3 separate regions of the Mus musculus genome follow, and all the other regions are linked to region 2. The links are chromatin contacts, called in public Hi-C maps. All regions are on one chromosome and are shown on one strand. The core of a region is the stretch at or near the end of the contact, and the rest is flanking DNA. Distances in the headings are between cores, read along the strand shown.

Region 1 (2,700 bases), core at 14-2,513, 570 kb after region 2:
CATAGCCCTTACACAGTTGTAGCTTTGAAAATGCATCTCTTCTTTCTTTATTACAAATTCTGTGTAGGGTGAAACAGAACAGAACATATATACACCTACCACGAGTGGCAAGTGTAAAATTCCTCCTCCTTTCCTTTGCCATGTAAATTAAATAATAATTAACTTTAGATTAATTAGATCAGGGTCCTTACTAATCTTGGAGAACTGGTTGCCTTCAGAGTTGTTCAAAGATCACGTTCTGGGGAACAGAGAAATTACTAACTGATGTTAACTTCCTTCCAAATATTATAAACATGCCGTTCCTCATACTCCTCTCAAACTAATTGATCCATGTCCCATTCTGCTGTTCCCTTTCCCAGAAGTGCAGTCATGTTCTGATCCATTTTCTCTGGGTTGTTTATGGACTGAGATGAGGAAAAGAAGCAGAGAAATCTTGAGATTAGTTCTCCTGGAGTCTAATCCTTTCCTGGGATGTCTACTCAGAGCTCAGCCTCTTTCAGCAGCACTAGTAAGCAGACACTGGAAGGCTTTGCTTAAGAATGCTTTCACCCCACCTGCTCTATAACTCTTTTGCCACCTATGAGGTCATCTACTCCCTATCCTCCCTCCCCCTGTATGTGGGGGTGGGAAAGATCTGCAATGCCCCTGGCAACAGTCTCAGTAAAAGAGTTTGGTTGAGTTGTTTACTATCCTTGAAGCAACACTAGACAGGAGATGAAAACAGAAGAGGTGAACTGGAGTCATGCACCCAACATTAGAAAAGAAAAGGCAACGTTCTAGACAAATCACATGGCTTGGGAACAGGGCAAGGACCTAGCAGGAAAGAAAATTGCTTACTAAATGCTCCCTCTTGAAAACTTACAGGAGAAGATTTTTCAAGAAGTAAAAGATTCATAACCCTATGATTCAAGAATCTGGAAGTGAGTGTGACTCATTCTGGTTGCAAGGCAGAGAAAAGGCTGTTCTGACTGAGTAACTAGCAATCTCTAGAGAGGAGCAGGGAAATGAGGAAGCTGAAGAATGCTCTGTGGATACACAGACCACAGGAACAAAAACAAACAGAAAAGTAGGCTAACAAGACTAATTTCCAGATGAAACATCTCTACATTTTTATAGTCAGTAGAGCGGCTTTATTCGTAGTTTTTGCAGCAAAAACAATGGTCAAAAACAGGAGATTTATTCCTTAGGGCAAATACAAGACCAAAGGATATAAGGAAAGAATGCCTGTGGGCTGGGGCTATAGCTCGGTGAGTAGAATGTTTGCCTGGAATGCACAACACCCTGAGCTTGATCCCCTTTAATCCCAGCACTTGAGAGGTAAAGGCAAGAAGATCAAAAGTCAAAGAGCATCTTTGGCTACATGGAAAGTTGGAGGCAGACTGAGCTACATGAGACATTCTTAAGAAAGAGAAGAAAGGGAGGAGAAGGGAGGGTAAGAGAGGGGAGAGGAGAGGAGAAGAGAGGAGAGGAGAATGCCTACTTAGCCTCTTTCAGTCATGGGAGAGATGAGTCTGCATCACCAAGTAGCTGTTCTTATCCTAAGTAATCTAAATCAATTTCACTAGCGTGAAAAACTAACCTGCTCAAATATTGTATGATTTGTTCTCTTACTGCCATCTTGTGAAGTTCTAGACAAAGTGGATGACATTATCTCCATAGAAAATGTCTTATTCCTTCCTAGAAGACAGAAGCCATGGATGGAGTGCCAGCGGCTTGCTGCACCTTGATACTGAAAGCCAAGTACTAGAATACTGAGGAGCACAACGTCAACCACTGGCTTGCTCCTCTTCTGGAACTTGTTTGCCTCTGGGTGGTAAAAGGGTAACATGTTCCCCGACTTAGAACCAATTTTAACAGCATTGAAAAATGTAGATCCAATTCTGTATCAGCTTATCTTAAACCAACAAGATAAGAGGAGAGAGACATTTCGTCAATACAGTCAAGGGTCTGATTTGGCTGGGCCTGGAGTGGGGAGCAACCCCACATCCTCTAGGGACTCTTAAGATCATCAAATGGCTTCACATTAACTGCATTTCCTAGTAGAAAAAGTGCAGCTTGGGCAAGCAAGAGTTCTCAAAATGTGACTCAATGATAGTTTGGTGGGGACAAAGAAGGAAACGCTGGGAGAATTGGGGCTTGGGGTTCTTTTGTTTTGTTTTCAACCTCAGCAGGGTCTGAGGGCACAGTCTCTGTCCAGATGGTGTCTCTAAAAGACAGAAGATGTGAGAAGCACAACCGGTTCCTCCAGCTGCTTGAGCAGACCTGAGTCTCCAGAAGTACATGACACATAATGGGGTCCGACATACCAGAGACACACAAAATGGTGCCAAGCCCAGGGCATTGCCTGCTTCCTGCCCTCTGTCCACAAACACACTGCTAGGACATGCTGTTCCTCACGTACACCCTCACATTACACAGTTGCACACCATTCAAGATTATTGGACTATAGCTGACTGAATGAAGTATGTATACATATGCCAGTGAAATCCTGAATTAACCTAGATCTGCACTCTGGTGCTGGTCTCCAAAGTCTTCTTCCCAGATAACTCATTGTGTCTTCACCACCCTCACCCTCCATGCTACTAGAACAACTCCCCACAAAGGTCTACTTTAGAAATGGTGCTTTGTATAACAAGTTCCAGGACAGGTGATTGGAGACTTCTAAAAATGGCCAACTAGACATGAGTATCTGGATGCCCT
Region 2 (2,700 bases), core at 173-2,672:
AATTGAAGCCTGGATTCCAGCTTAGCTGCTGGGAAATGATGGATTTTCCTTGCTGTCTTCTTACCTAATGTTGGGGACAGCAAAAGCATTTTAGGAGGAAGCAGGCTTATTAAAATACTTTGAAAGATGGGACCCAATTCAGTAAGCATGAAAGCTGTGATTCATGCAGCTCATTTTCTTCCCTGACAGTAACAGGCTTGATACGGAAATAAAATAAGTCCTGTCTCTGCCAAGCACATCCCAAGTTACAGACAAACATGAGTTCTGTTTCCCAAACACTTCCTTTACTTTATAATTCTGTAATTACAAATTTTACGGTTCAACTGGGCAAGCATGGGATCCTGAATCAGAACTGAATAATATTTGAGGCATAAAACTGAAGTGAAGTTGAGGATGTGGATTTTTCAAACTCTCTTCTCTTAAATGGATAAGGAGGAATTAAAGAGAGTGTGTGAGGACAGTGCCTGAGTCCTGCTCAGTAAACTGCCTGCAACCAGGAAAGCTGGAATACAAATGACCTATATGATATGTCAAATATAAGTTAGGACACTTCAATGATTTAACTTCTACTGGCTATTGTATGTTGGCTCCACAAACAGTCTTTCAGCTATAGCCTCTTGCAGCCACTAACTAGAGTTTGGTCAGCCCCTGGTAAGCAGCCTGCTTGCATAAATGACCATGGAAAGCAGCAGAAAACAGTGAACTTCTGCACAGTCCACTTAGGTTTTAGGAACATAGCTTCCCTTTCCATATACTCCCATTCCTTTTAGCCCCATGGCTGTTGATAACTGCAGATAGCATCCTTCCTTGTAGAAATTCCTCCTGGAACCCAAAATGCCTTCCTAGTTATCAAACCATCCAGAGAAGAATACCAACACAGCCTTCCATGTTTCCCACCCTCTTCCCTTTTCCAAGTAATCCTTGCAATCATTCCTGTGATTGAACTGGGATGCTCAAAAGTATCACATTTCCCAAGATGGCATCAGAGATGAGCTAAAGATCTCTCAGGGAGGCAGGCCCCAGGTATCGGTAGTGTGGCAAGCCCCGGGCTGATGTTGGAGTCCAGTTAAGGCTGAGACAGTTCCTTTTTGCTGAGACTGACTGTAGGAATCTTGCATTTGCTGCCTCTTAAGTCATGACAGATGGCGGTATTTTCTCTAAATATTAATACTACTCTTTTCAACTATAGAGCCTAGATACCCATTCCAGGAAGCATTCTCTTCAATATCCTGTTAAGCAAGGATGAAACAGCAGGCTCCAGCAAGGAATGTGCCGAAGGTCTCCTGTCTTCCTTAGCATTGGCCCCCTCAACAGGGAGATGGTCATAAAGTTAACCCGTACCCAGTGTTTGTTCTGAAAATGAGTTGCACAGATGCCTGCTGTCAGCTTGCCTTCTAGCTACTCATTGTCAGGACAAAGGAAAGCAGAAGTCACATGTGGCTGGTGGCTGGCGGCTGGCATTCTCTCTCCCTCCTTGTGGAAGAGATGCATGTTGCTGAGGCTTTTTTTGTTGTGGTTTTAACCCCTGGTGCTTTGGTTGTAGTGGTTTGTAAAATGAGTGTAGTTGGGAGAAAATTTTCCATCTGTGAAACCGGGGAACACCACTCTAAATTGTGAGGAGTAAAGGAAGAAGAATTCTGTTACAAAGATAGCCAGCTGCCTCAGAGATGCGGTGATGAAATCCTGCACAGGCTGAGGATAAACAGATACTTTGTGGCGGAAAGGACTGAGAATTTGGAATCTGGAACCTCCATTCTGCCTTTGACTCAGCTGGTGTCTGCATTGGGAGGGCTAGAAAGCAGTGGTTAATAACCAGATACATAAGTCTACATCCACCAGGCAGAGAGCCAGTCCTGGCTTTGCTGTTGATGGGACAAGTCTTTACTCTGTGTCTCAGTTTCCTCACATCTAAAGAGGAGAACATAATGGTACCTGCATTGAAATTTTCACGATTAAATTAGTATGTATTCTAATGATCTGTAAGATTTCAAATAATCATAAATTAGACACTTCATCTCTCTCCCCTCTTTAAATTCTTTATTATTATGTGCTAACCTGTAACTTTCCAAGTTCCCTCCTTCAATGTAATGATCCTGCATAGTTAGGCATTTTTCTTCTTTTTCTTACTTTTAGTACAATTAGCATTCAAATAGATGGAAACCACAGAGCAATGTATTACAATCAATTAATGATATGCCAGAAAATTATGTTAAAATATCCAAACCATGATTTAAAAAAAAAAAAACCCAGCTCACTGTTTAGGAAGAGTTGTTCTTGGCAGTGAGAAAAACAGCCCATTGTCCCAGATAAGTTATGAGTTTAGAGAACTGGACCCTGAGGAGAAGTCACCAGTAACCCCCACAGTCTGGTCCCAAATTCACAGTAACTGGACCTCATGTCTTGGCTCCCGCTTTTCCTCGACCTGGGATTAATTTTGGCTCCATCTGGCTGCAGAATGCAGAGCTGCCCTTAAATGACTCACTTGGTTAAGAGCACCCCATCTTAACTAGAATCTCTCTCCTGCAGAGTGTACTGGGTTGTACTGAGAATCTTTGTCTTCTGTGTACTTGTCTTGCTTTCAGTGTAGTCTGTGGAGCTCCTAGCTACACCACATAGTACATCATACCCCACAGACTTGAGGAGAAAAGTTTTATTCTTTCATAAATTTAAAACGATTTTTTTTATAACTAGTAGTTTTAA
Region 3 (2,700 bases), core at 25-2,524, 620 kb after region 2:
TTAGCATGGCATGAACATGTCAGTACTTATTGACAAGACCCTGGAAACTGTGTAGCAGAGGCAAGCCTCAGCACAGGTGGCATGCAGCACCTCAGCTGAGCGCTATGAGGAAGTCCCACAAATCAGAGGCCCCAGGGAACTAATCCTGGTTCGTAACACATAACATGCTTGCATGATCTTGTTTGGCATTGTGACTTACCTACAAATCTATTACTTGACTTATATAAACTCTAGCATATGCAATAATGTGGCTTGTTATACTGTTATTATAAATATATGTCTTTATTACTTTGTTTAATCTTCAATCCCTGAGAAATCCAATGGTTTTTATTTTTATTTTTTAATTTTCTTTACTAAGTCAACATTCCACAAAGTGTACTCTATGAGTCAGACAACCAGGGCCATGTGGTAATCATGTCCTGGACGTCTTTTCAGACCCTAGCTATTGAAAATGGGCCTTCTGGGTATCTCTACTCCTCCGATCCCTAGCTCTTCAGTCTGTGTATAATTAAGCACTGCAGGAGAAGCAAAAGAATTGGCCTGTGCCACCCATGTAGTATGGGAATGGGAGCCCACAACACTGTGACAGTTCTCTGGGTCTTCTTGGGGTGGGGGTAGGCGGTCCACTGTGGGAGTTTCAGGGTGAAGAAGCTGATGGGATCTGAGGAAGTGTGAGGTCCAAGTTTTATCCAGGACATGCCTAGAGAGAAATGGGAAAACCTATGGGTCAGCAGTAGTTTTGGTAGTTTAAGGAAGAGGTTTAAGGAGGAGCCACTGTTGGCATTTATATTTCGACCTTCATATAAACAATTTGCTGAAAGTAATTATCATTATTTTTTTTCTTTCCTTGAGACATTATATAGCCTTGCTGACCTGGAGCTTGTTATATAGACCAGACTGTCTTCAAACTCCTGGAGATCTGCCTGCTTCTGCCTCCCAAGTGCTGACATTAAAGGGGCAACTGCACCCAGCAAATGGATCTCTCTTTAGAGCTTTACATTTCTAAAAGGGGTATAGGAGGTTTGAGACTGCAAGCCCACATCCAAGGAGCAATAATTAACTCCACACACACTGAGGAAACATGTCAGAGAACAGGAAACATTGCCATCTTCTGCCTATATGAGAATGCTGCTTTTCTTTTTTTAAAACAAACAAACAAACAAAAAAACAAACAAACAAGCAAACAAAAACAAAGAGCTTTGTTCTGATCAAGACCAAGCTACTATTAGAATGTGTGGTCGGTGAGCACATAGCGCCACCTTGTGCAGCTGGGTGCCCTGTGAATGTCTCCTGTGTAGGAAAAATGTAAGCAGCAGAAGTGGAGGTTGTCTCACAGTGGGAGCCAATTCAAGTAAGCAGGCTTTTAGTGTGCAAACATAACTGTGTAAACAAATTCCCAGTTCTTTGCAAAGCAAAGCAGTGGGACCCATAGAAAAACAAAAAGACTAGTTTCTAAGCAGAGCAGGGGATGAGTCTGTTATGAGGGAAAAGTCACAAAAATAAGGTTGGGGGAAGGGAGGAATAACACGGGGAGGAACCAGAGGGAAGGGGAAGCGAGAAACAGGGTCTTAAAAAGGGAAGCAGCTTGAAGAGAGTTCGAGCGGTGTTGGAAGAGAGAACAGCGGAAAAGTAACTGTGGCACCCGTAAACCACAGCAACTAAGACACAGCCCCACCTGCACGCCTCCCCTCCCAGTGGATGTTTTAAGGTGGACAGTGACTTCCAAGTTCTGGCTCCCAGTCTCTGGAACTCCCAGTCTGCCCATTCCGCTGAGCTCTTCCGAAAAAAAAAAAAAATCGCACAGTGAAATCATGAATGTTTTAACGAAACTCGTAGCCTCCGATGAAAATCTAGAAAAGCCCTCAAGAAAACATGTTAGGCATCCGTTGATGTTTGTTTAATTCTTGTCGGGAGCCAAGTGAAAATGTTTGCATGTGCAATCTGTGCACAGTCATCGATCTGGTTCCATCAGGATGTAGCAGAGAGCAGCTGAGAGAAGTCAGGAAAGCCCAAAGGCGCCCGGCAGCCATTATCCCTATTTGGCCCCATTTTAACACTGAAGTTACCTTTCTATTAACTTTAAAAACTTACCATGACTCTATGGTCTTCTGATCCTGGGGATTGTGGTCACCATTGCTTCTTCCTATTCTAAGGCAGAAACGATCTCTCTTTGCTTGGAGAGAATCTAAACGGCCCTGAGTTCTTTGAGGAAACATAACACGGATGGACTCCTTAGAAGAGTCAATAATGGGTGACCATTTTTTAACTTATTCGTTAGTTATTTAATTAGTTATCCCCTTTATTCTAGTAAAGAATAAATCGTTCTTAGTCCTGTGTCTAAGAGAGGAGTGTTGGTAGAAACAAGTAAAAACGTATGATCTGAAAGATGGAGCACCTGTTAGGAGCTCTTTTGCTGCTCTTTCTGAGGATCTGAGTTCGATTCCCAGCACCCAAGTTATATGGTTCACAGCTGCACATAACTTCAGCTCCAGGAGATCCGATACCACGGGTTCTTGCATACACCTGCCATACAGACACTGAGACAAATATGTATCCTTACATGAAAATAAATCTTTGTTAAAAATTAACTCCCAGCAGATTCTGTGTTGCAGTCTATTTCTGTTCATCTAGATCCTTGCCCCCTGGATGGTCTGAGTAAGCCAACCAAAGGGAACTCTTGCCTCCAAATAAAAATGGACG

The links. Hi-C and Micro-C count contacts between places; a contact is called where the count stands out from the background.
Region 1: a contact with region 2 is called in a Hi-C map of bone marrow-derived macrophages, with 14 read pairs. The contact joins two enhancer-like sites. A contact is called at or near these places in 1 of 15 datasets of contacts at CTCF or cohesin (the NIH/3T3 cell line) and 2 of 484 Hi-C or Micro-C datasets (bone marrow-derived macrophages and embryonic fibroblasts).
Region 3: a contact with region 2 is called in a Hi-C map of bone marrow-derived macrophages, with 14 read pairs. The contact joins two enhancer-like sites. A contact is called at or near these places in 1 of 15 datasets of contacts at CTCF or cohesin (the NIH/3T3 cell line) and 1 of 484 Hi-C or Micro-C datasets (bone marrow-derived macrophages).

Annotation. Positions count from the first base shown.
Region 1 is chr12:35,832,533-35,835,232 of GRCm38.p6, forward strand. No RefSeq gene overlaps it. Among named protein-coding and RNA genes, the nearest start is that of Gm40388, 87 kb to the left of the region's middle. Within about 2 kb of position 1,264, at least 100 of the 459 cell types and tissues checked have an H3K27ac peak or open chromatin away from gene starts, as enhancers often do. A contact at or near this core is called in bone marrow-derived macrophages, where this site is marked.
Region 2 is chr12:35,265,794-35,268,493 of GRCm38.p6, forward strand. No RefSeq gene overlaps it. Among named protein-coding and RNA genes, the nearest start is that of Mir680-3, 72 kb to the left of the region's middle. Within about 2 kb of position 1,423, at least 20 of the 459 cell types and tissues checked have an H3K27ac peak or open chromatin away from gene starts, as enhancers often do. A contact at or near this core is called in bone marrow-derived macrophages, where this site is marked.
Region 3 is chr12:35,883,812-35,886,511 of GRCm38.p6, forward strand. No RefSeq gene overlaps it. Among named protein-coding and RNA genes, the nearest start is that of Agr3, 40 kb to the right of the region's middle. Within about 2 kb of position 1,275, at least 32 of the 459 cell types and tissues checked have an H3K27ac peak or open chromatin away from gene starts, as enhancers often do. A contact at or near this core is called in bone marrow-derived macrophages, where this site is marked.